2 separate regions of the Mus musculus genome follow, and region 1 is linked to region 2. The links are chromatin contacts, called in public promoter capture Hi-C maps. All regions are on one chromosome and are shown on one strand. Each heading gives the region's core, a stretch centred on a gene start, on an enhancer-like site or on the middle of the called end of the contact. The rest is flanking DNA. Distances are from core to core; before and after follow the strand shown. Region 1 has its middle 32 kb from the start of Galnt3. Region 2 overlaps Csrnp3 (cysteine-serine-rich nuclear protein 3).

Region 1 (5,188 bases), core at 117-2,616, 200 kb before region 2:
TCTTTCTTCAGATAATCTCTATTTATAAGTTTTTAAATGCCTAAAAGCAAATAACTTCTCTTTTGTCTTAGCTGTTGACAGAAGGACAGTCAAAAACAAATTTGTTCCATTTTGCCTGGGCAGATCCAGTAAAGAGGAGACCTGAGTCTAACAATCAACCCGATTGCTAGAACACAGTGCCTACACACACCACAAGACACAGTCTAAGTGGGAGACTTTAACATGAAAACATACAATATAATGAAGAATATACATATGCAGAACAATACAGTGGTGAGTATTACATACAAAGCCATATGTAATACACAATAAAGCACTTCTCTAGAAATAAAAATGTACTGGCTTCAGTCAATTTTATTCATCATTGTAATACCATCATTTGATTATTTATTCATCACTAACTGTGTGTCAGAAGTTTTGCTAAGCATTTTTTAATTACCTAATGTTATTCTCATGATGCTAAATTGTTAACTATACTCATTTTAGGAAGTCTTGTTTATTTTACAAATAATTTATTAACAACTGTTAATGAAATAGTAAAAATGTATAAATGTCTTCCTTGAAGGTATAAAACTGAGACAGATAAACATCTACCTATATTAAAAAAAATATCCAGGAGATGTTTTTTTTTAATTTTTTTTATTACATATTTTCCTCAATTACATTTCCAATGCTCTCCCAAAAGTCCCCCATACCCTCCCCCCCACTTCCCTACCCACCCATTCCCATTTTTTGGCCCTGGCGTTCCCCTGTACTGGGGCATATAAAGTTTGTGTGTCCAATGGGCCTCTCTTTCCAGTGATGGCCAACTAGGCCATCTTTTGATACATATGTAGCTAGAGTCAAGAGCTCTGGGGTACTGGTTAGTTCATAATGTTGTTGCACCTACAGGGTTGCAGATCTCTTTAGCTCCTTGGGTACTTTCTCTAGCTCCTCCATTGGGGGCCCTGTGATCCATCCAATAGCTGACTGTGAGGGAGATGTTTTAATTTGGAAAAGAAAGCAAAACAGCTGCTGTCTACGAGTCTGAATGCTAAGTTTTGGACTTCCTCAAGGAATGGTTTCTGTTCCTCGTTCCTCTTTTTATTTGCAGGGAACATGTTAACCTGCTTTTCATGCAGGAAACAAACCCTTTATTTATAATCATTTGTTCATTAAATTGTTGGAGTGGAGTTTCAGGGATTTTCTTCAAGCCTTTAAGATTGTGATTTATTTTAATCATAAACACTACAGTGATTTTTTAGAATGATGCACTTTAAAGCTTTCATACATTTACTTACTTACTTACTTACTGAGGCTGTGTGCATGTGCCAGGGTGCACGTGTGGAGGTCGGAGGACAGCTGGAGGAATGGCTTCTTCCCGTCCAGCAAGTGGGTTGCTGGGATTGGAGTCAGCTTGTCAAACTTGGCAGCAAATGCCACAACCTGCTAAGCTCTCCAGCTCTCCAGCCTGTAGTCGTGAGTGTGTTCAGCTAAAAGTAAACAGATGGCATAGGCCACAGTCTCATCAGGATCTAACAGTTTTCTTTCCACTACTCAAAGGAGTGTCTTAGCTTTAAATGTAAGGACAAGGCTATGGGCATTCATAATTGCCTAAAACTAAGTAAACCCAGCAAAAGCGAAGAAGTCTGTATCCAATTTTCATTAAGTGGATTGATCTAAGTAGATCACTGGCAGTTGGCTAACCCCCTATACTAATTTAATGAAGATGAGCAACACTCGTACCATGCTTTCTCAAACTCCCAGATTAGAAACCATGTTCTCTTACAGTTGCCACTTGACTCTGACAGTAACCTTTGAAGGCAGTACTTTATCCTGAGGAACAGCAGTCATGCATCAAGCACCTGCGTTTCTGTGTGCCAGACACAACAGGAAGCATTCTGCATATGCTAGCCTACTTAACTCTTAAAACTCTTATGGATTAGACATGTGTTAGCTTCAGTGGCAAGTTACAGACAATAAATATCAGTAAGCAATGAAAGAAACCAGAAACTGGTTTTCTATGTAAGCCTAGGTAGGTGGGCTAGAACTTTTGCTCTGACTACATTCTCATGAATGTAGCAGCCCAGGCCTCTTCTCTCTCTGGTGTCCCATTCCCACTGTATGGTTTATGGTGGCTGCCCCAGCTCTGCCTATTGCCTGAATTCTGGCCATCACAGAAAAGCCCAGAGGAAATGCACCCTCCCCTCTGCTCTAAGGCTACTATCAGAAGTGGCAGACACATTTCTATGATGTACTCTGCTGACCAGAAATCAAGTGTGCCACACACTGAGCTGCAGGAGAGTCCAGGAATGGGATTTCTGCTGGGAAGCTTCTGGGGTGTAGCTAGTTTAAGGGATTTTTTTTTAAAAAATGAAAATGAACTGGAAAGATATGTTTAGGTCTACACAAATAGCTCTATTTACAATGCTATGGTTCCTGTTCTATGAGTAGGAAGTTAATAAAGGTGTCTAAATGTCAGCCTTAAAAAACAACAATCATTTGTTTGATTAAAATTTATGGTCTCTACAATAATACATGTTTGGACTCTTAATCTACTTGCTAAGATACTTGCCACTTAAGTAACCATACATAAAACACTTTTAACCTAAAGAGAAAAGAACAAAGACTTGATTCTAGTCTAAGCGTTTGTACCTTGCATAACTATTCTACTTGACCCAGGAAAAAGCAGTACTCGATTCATTTATATTTCCAGTCAATGTGTAGTCGAAAGATCAGCATCCCTAGAATGCACTGTAATATTTCTAACCAATAGCATTAAAAAAAAAGTGACATTCTATAGAGAATAATAAGAACATCCTTAAGGACAGATGAGGTCATGACATCCCCTGTGCCCACCAAGGTATTAGGTATTAGGTATCTCACCTCTGCATTAGAAACATGTAAGATTGAATTAAATCAGACCTGGGAAAAGAATAACACTAGTCTAATGCTGCTTCAGAGAGCAAGGCAATGCAGCTTGCTGCTATATATTATGTGCTGAGTATTGTATGCTGTGGATGAAACAGAGAAGATACATGTATACCCCTATACTGTTTACTGAACACTTGAGATATGCTAGAAGTACAGGATACATTCAGGATCTGAAAGACAGTATGAAATGAATACTGTAAATGAACTTGTGAAATTTTGATTGAATTTTGAAACGATAACTTGGATATATTGAATTAAATAAAATATATCTCATTAACTGCATTGTTACCAGTTCTGATATCTTTTAAAATGTAGATATTTGAAAAGTATAAATTTGTATATGAGGATCAGTGACGAGCCACACAGGCAACAAAGGAAACAAAACCAAACCAAAGCAAAAGCAAGAACAAGAACAAAAACAAAGGGAGAGTGGTCGCTATCATAAGCAAAAAGAAAAAAAAAAGTTATTTCTAGTCTCTGGCATCTCCCACTGACTAAGGGAAGGAAGTTTCTTTCTAGGTATTTTCTAAAAAGTCGTTAAAACTCTCTGGACACCCACAGCACTGCCTTTTAAATGGCTCCACACCCAGCATGGCTCAGGAGAGTAATTTCCAATTACAGAGTTTCCTAAATCTTCTAGTACAGTGGAGCATTGTCTAGGGGGAAAAGACAAGCGTACTGTAGCTATTGTAAAGAATATGCTCCACTAGAAGTAAATCCATTGATCTAGAATCAACTGTAATGCATTTAGCTACAAATAACAGGAAAATAGATTTAAGCAATAAGCAACATTGTGTCACCAAGTCCAGCAGGAACTCAAGCTTCTGTGTGACTCTCTGCAGGCTTGTCAGGCTCCTCCTTCCCAGGCATCTCAGCCTTGCGTTCAGAATGTATTTAAATGCACAACGAATCAGTCGCTGCGTGTCGTTTTACCATTGTGTTTAATTGCCACCCTTCCATCATTAAAACTTCTCCAATATAATCACAGGAATTGTCTCACAAGCTTTTGCTGGCATCCATCTACATAGCCATTTAGTGATATTTATTATCTCTAATGTGGTGTCAAACACAACACGATCCTCAGTTCTTTCTCTTAGTGAGTGAGGTTTACCCTTTTTCTCATACTAGAGAAAACCGACAAAGGTACGGCAGTCACAACATCAAGTTTGTCTTCGATCGGCTTTAAAGTTTCCCGTTCTCAAAACCTGCCTTTAAGGTTTATGTCTCTGAGATTCAGCGAGTGAACGAATGAGAAAACAAGTCTGGCAGTGTTAGGCCTGCCTGACAGAAAGACTTCTGCACATGGCTTTTCTGTTTCTCAGTAATTAGGATCCCAGCATAACTACAGCTCAAGATATTTCTTATCAAATGTCCTCATCAAAAAGAGCTTTGATTCTCTGTGAAATTCTGTGTTCCTTCCGGTCCAGCAGACACATTAATGACGTTCTCTGGGGCAGGACCTCAGCAAGAAAACAGATGCCTGTTACTCAAATGGCACCATTTCTCAAAACACTTCTCAAAGCCCTTAGGGCTTGCTCATATACACTTGCATGAGAAGGCATACCTGCTCCTCTCCCCCAACACCTCTCTCTCTCTCTCTCTCTCTCTCTCTCTCTCTCTCTCTCACACACACACACACACACAAACACACACACAATTGGTCTCATTACACCTGCCTTACGATATTGCACATAACATAAGATAATGCATATAGTTATTCAAAATGAGGCAGATTACATTAAATAATAGACATAATGGTGATAAGGACAGGTGTAACACAGAATCAGTGTTGCTAAAGGCATTGAGACACAAGCACTTTGGTCAAAAGCAACCTATTGTCCCACCTGGCCTCTAATCTGTGAGCTTCCCAAATGTCTCCTGGGCACTCTTTTACTTAGTGATCTTTTTTCCCTAATTTGTCTCTGATTTCCCCATTATCAGCTCACAGTGATTCCTTGCTTTGAGTCCACAGATTTCCTTTAACTGTTTGTTCCCATCTGAGTGTCTCTCCTTAACCAACCATAATTTCCAGTAGAATTGGGTTCAGGAATGAGCCATCAAGAAACCCACCTTTCCCAAGTGGCTAAGACTCCTCCGCCCCTGCCACACACACACACACACACACACACACACCCCGTGAGTTCTTACCATGTAGAACTTCACAATTTCTTTAACATGACTGCTGTGTCACACGCACTTCATATTTAGCATACAGTGAGTGATCCGCCCATCCTTCCTACTCATATTCACACCCATATGTTCTGCTTTCATATTG
Region 2 (5,257 bases), core at 1,008-3,507:
ACACAATGGAAGACAGATATAAAGAAAGGGTGCAGGATGATGGGGAGGCAAGAGAGATGCTGTGTACAAGGGGAGAGAAGACAGAGGAGGAGCTGGGAGAATTATAGACAGTGAGCTGAGAAAGAAAATTGACTCTGGATATCTAGAAAGAGGGTTATGGTGCACCAATGAGAAGCTGTTCTGGGGAAGTGACATTGGTTTCATTTTCTCCTAAGAGAGCAAGTGGTACAGCAGGAAAGGATTGTAGGTGCTGGGGGGTTGGGTACAGCCTGGTGGTTCACAAGCTTCCTAGGAGGTGGGAGGCCTGGGTTTAACCAGGAGTACCAGAAAAGAAAGAGACAAGCAATGGGTGCAATACTGTAGGGAAGCCAAGAGAATGAGGTCGCACACAGGCAGGTGGAAGAGAGGGGGCTACAGTCCAAACTGGATGACAGGAATTGTGTATCTCCTAGGTTAGTAAAAACACTCTGCAGGAGCTTCTGAGGTGCTTCATGGAGTGCTGGCCAGGGTCACGAATGCAAGTAAGTAAAGACTTCACAACAGAAAACAGACAATGAGCCACCAGCGAGCAACTGCCCAGTCACAGGCTTTGCTGCCTGCTAGTATACACCAACTGGAAGAAGAGACCCCGTCATTGCTCATGCTTTTAAACGTCAGTAGAAGGCCAGTGGCCTCCAAGTAAGTGGTAAAAAGGAAAACTAAGGTGAGACTTAGTGTGGAAAGATTTTATGTGAACCTTGTAGCAAACAGAGAATTTAAGTAGTCAGTTTGGAAGACAACAGAAAGGGCATCGCAGCCTGAACAGGATCTGCATCTCCAGAAGACGTCACGTGGCTAGCTAGCTAGTTCCAACACATCGTTATTGATCTCCACAGCCTCTCCGGTAAAGGCAAGTAATACCAGTTCCACAGCATCAATCAATCAATACGCCTTACAGAATACTCAAGTTAATGTTTTCTATAGTACCAGTTTGTAGGCTCGTCCTTCTCTCATTATTAGCCCTACTTTGAACTGCCTTATTTCTGAGAACTAGACCAAACATCTAATGACTCAGCTGATCTATCTGTGATATCCAGAAGTGCATGTGACCTGGTGGTGATTGCCATGATGGCAGCGGTGGTCTGCAGCTGGTTTCAGGTCTGTCCGCACAAGTTCATGCTGTTTATTTTTTCCAAAGTTATGGGTATGGGGGGGGGCAGAGCTATACATCTCACTGAATTAGTTACATTTCAGGGATTACTTTATATTGCTTATATTTGTTATCACATTTAGGGCTCTTGGAGTCTCATTTTTTACAGGCAGTATCACAGAGTAAAAAGGAGATTTTTTAGTATCATAAAATACCTACACCGACCTTCTGCCTAGATGTTCCTCTAGTCGTTTAAAAAAAAATATGGAAGCAAGGAATAGATTGCTACAACTACCTCTGCAAAAAATGAGTTTCCAAAATAATGCCCCAGTGTGGGGTATCTGTGACATTTACCTCAGTAATACTCACTTCTTAGAGCTTTCACTTATACATGGATATAAGCTTTGTGACACAAATTATGTAACATTCTTGAAGTTGACTCTGAGTCCTTAGTATAGTTTAACTGCTTAATAAAGACCAGTTGTACCACCAAGGAAACCTTCACATTCACTTTCTACTGATTCTCCAGATCAAAGCCTAACAGGAAATGAGAATAATTGAGAAGGAGCAACTGGAGAAAAATTTGACTCATAGGTCTATGCTCTGCGGATTCAGAGAAAAAGGTGGGCCGAGGGACCGGCAAGGGAAAGAGGGAGACAGCCATGTTCTCAGCTCTTAAGAAAAATCATAACCACATCTCTGATGATTAATTTCCACTTTTGTTAATGCTGTAATAACTCCGGATTGCATAGCAATTTCTGCACGTTAAAGGAACTCAACTGTATGGAAGCCGTCTGTGACTCGGAAAACGTTAGCAATGGGGAGAGGCATTCACTACCCGCTCCCATGTGCAGTGTTGAGAGGCCATCCTTTGACCCCCTTTGCATTTCAAGTCCTGTACGGTATGCGTTTATCTGTCTCTGGTATGCACACTGCTGCAGGAGACGTGTTCCTTTAGGGACCGTGTTTCACCACACAGCTTCTCGTTATTTATGCGACGTGACAAGAGCCTTCAGAGGGCAGGGGAAAAATATCATTCCTGTCTTTTCCCTGAAGCTCTCCTTTTGACAGAATGACTGGCTGAGGAGCCACAGGGATGTGGAGAAACAAAGCGTCCCTCGGTCCTATGGAATCTGCTGCTTCTATTCCAAGGAGAGTACAAACTACGACCTTGGTTGAACACTGGTAAGTGTGCTGGTTGCCTAGCAAAATTTAGAAGTTCAAGGGAAAAGCCATCATATTCTCCCTAATTTACATTTTGAAGCTGTTATTATCATAATGGGGTATGCTACAAATTGAAATGCCTGAACAGGAGGCTTAGAATAGTATGACATTTTGCATTACCACGGCGGCTGACATGTACCAACCAATCTTATTAATTTCTATATTTGCAAAAACAACAAAATGCTGTAACATACAGTGTGCTGGTGGCTACCCTGCGATGAGTACACCCACTCATTTAAATTGAAAGGATAAAGCCAGGATGACTGAGATTTATATAAGGGGAAACCACAATTTCAGAATCTCACTGTGAATGTAAATTGCTTCACATTGCCGCAAAGGTTTAATGGTTTTAAAAATTCCTTATTTCAAGAAGGGCTGCTGTCTTCATTTTCGATTGTAGGAAAGCAAGTTAGGGGCACAGGGATTCATTAGTAAATATTCAAAAGATTATAATCAGAGATTACCATCAAGAAGATATTGCTAATGAACATCTGTCTAATCTAATTGAAATAGTAAAATATATGTATGTGTATTTTCTAAATTGTTACACATCAATTTCTAGAGTAGCAAATAATTTTAATTATTATTATGGATTTTTTTTTCCCTTTGTAGCGCTGGCTGGCCTGGAAGTCTATATATGTAGGCCAAGCTGGCCTGAAACTCACCAAGATCTAGCTGCCTGTTTTCAAAGAGCTTGGATGCCCCTGTATTCAGCCTTAAAATACATTTAAAAAGAAAGGAACAAAAGTTTTAACTAGCGCTCTCGAATAGGTTGACATGCTCTTGTCTTTTATATTTTAGGTGGAAGCATTGTAATTGATTCTTCACTATCTCCTACAACACATCCCCTCCCCCAGCTCGCCCATAATAGGAAGGCAGGGAGTAAAACAGACTACTATCTCTGGAAAGGCCACTGTAATCCAATCGATAACCAAATTGCCTTTAAAACTTAGAATTTGTGAGGTTGGAATAATGGTTCAGCAGGTAAGAGCATTTGCTGCTCTTCCAGAGGACAGCACCCACCAGAGCAGTTCACAACCACCTTCAACGCCACCTTCAAGTGATCAAGGACCTTTTTCTGGCCCTACTAGGCTCCTGAACATAAATCACACACACACACACACACACACACACACGGAGAGACAGACAGACAGACAGACAGAGTTAGAGACACAGAGAGAGACAGAGAAAGAGAGACAGAAAGAGAGAGACATACACACACACACACAGAGTCAGAGAGAGTCAGAGACACACACAGAGAAACTGAGAAAGACAGACAGACAGACAGACACACATACACACAGAGAGAAAGAGAGAGAGAGAGAGAGAGAGAGAGAGAGAGAGAGAGAGAGAGAGAGACTTTGTGACTTGGCTGTGATATTGTCCAGCTTGATTCCTCCTGCAACTTCATCCCACTGTTCTGCATACATCAATACAAATTTATTGGGTTTTTTTTGGGGGGGGTTGGTTTTTTTTGCAGCACAACTTTGAAACATATCTCTTGGGAATGCATTATGACAGTAACAGAAATAAAAATTCGTGGCTATAAATCCCATCCATCATCCTAATCTTTCAACAAATCAAATTGTTTCCAATTTTCAAGTCAATGAACCAGTCTTTGCTTTTGAGCATGTATAGGATTCCCCTGTTAGTATAAAGAAAATTCTGTCTTCTGCCTTTCTTCCCAGAATCTCATAAGTGTTCTACATACGGTGTAGTCTTTATAACTATCATGAAAATAACTTCATTAATGGGTTACTGTAATGTAATGAATCACTCTCCCACTCTGACCTTGCTTTCTCCCTCCCCCTCCCGCCTTCTCACACTACAATCAAACGCCAACACAATTTTCTATTGCTCTTGATGTTTCTCCTTTCACATATATTTTCTGAATACAGAACCAGAAATATTTGAATGGTTTTTATACTGACAAAGTACTTTCTGAATTTCACAGTCATTAAGGCAACATGTGCACCGACAACGTATACTGTGGCTAATCCCAGATTTTTGGTATACTATTTTCTATTAGCGGGAGGAATACTCACTTCATAGCGGTGAACTCTTTATGATTTCATTTTAATAATATGTGTGTAAGTACGTTAATCTACTTTTATTACTATGATTGTTAAATGCTTTACTTACGAATTAATTGTGTTTTCTAGTATGGATTATCTTTGTGGCATGCCTTAGCTTGCATCTCAAAAAAGTTAAGTAGATGAGGGTGGAGCAGAATGGTGTCTCATTTGGTAGAGCGCCTGCCTGGCATACACAAAGCCCTGGGTTCAGTCCCTAAGGTAACATGCACAGGGCATGGAGACATAATTACACCCCTTAGAAAGTAAAGTCAGGAGGACCAGGCTTTCAGTACCATTTCCTTCTGCTACATAGCAAATTGGAGGCTAGCCTTGAATACTTCAGACTGGGTCTCAAAAATATTTATTTATAGATATGCTTTTAAACTCTAGAGAATAATCATATACCTTATTAAATATATGTTTCTAATATAAATTGCTTCATTTTTTACTTTTATATTTTATAACAGATAAGTTTGATATTTTAATATCATTAAATATGTAAATGTTTTCCAATGTGAAATTTTTCCCTAAACCTTCAAAGCACACAACAGTCTTGCCAAATGTTTTATAGTATGCAAATTCATTATTTCAGCATTTTTAAATTTTTTATTTAATCAATATATAATATACTTTGTCATGTCATGAAAAGAGTTTAAATTGCTTCATTTTAAAAATTAATTGTATGAATGTTTATTAAAATTCCCCTTTTTGCATCTGATAACACTCATTTTCTTCATATTAATTTCTAGCACAGACAAGACCAGGATTTTGTATACTTTCCTAGGTAAAGCACCATAGGGGTAAAAAATAATAATATTGTTTTGAATGA

Evidence for each region. Promoter capture Hi-C pulls out the DNA fragments that hold promoters and counts their contacts.
Region 1: a promoter capture Hi-C map of hippocampal neurons shows a contact between it and region 2, with 1.8 times the contacts expected there. The contact joins two enhancer-like sites. A contact is called at or near these places in 8 of 39 promoter capture datasets (the 3T3-L1 cell line, 3T3-L1-derived adipocytes, cranial neural crest and 5 more).

What each region holds. Positions count from the first base shown.
Region 1 is chr2:66,154,584-66,159,771 of GRCm38.p6, reverse strand. No RefSeq gene overlaps it. Among named protein-coding and RNA genes, the nearest start is that of Galnt3, 32 kb to the right of the region's middle. Within about 2 kb of position 1,366, at least 9 of the 459 cell types and tissues checked have an H3K27ac peak or open chromatin away from gene starts, as enhancers often do. A contact at or near this core is called in hippocampal neurons, where this site is marked.
Region 2 is chr2:65,950,966-65,956,222 of GRCm38.p6, reverse strand. All of the region lies in intron 4 of Csrnp3 (cysteine-serine-rich nuclear protein 3), which reads right to left. Among named protein-coding and RNA genes, the nearest start is that of Gm52514, 25 kb to the right of the region's middle. Within about 2 kb of position 2,257, at least 26 of the 459 cell types and tissues checked have an H3K27ac peak or open chromatin away from gene starts, as enhancers often do. A contact at or near this core is called in hippocampal neurons, where this site is marked.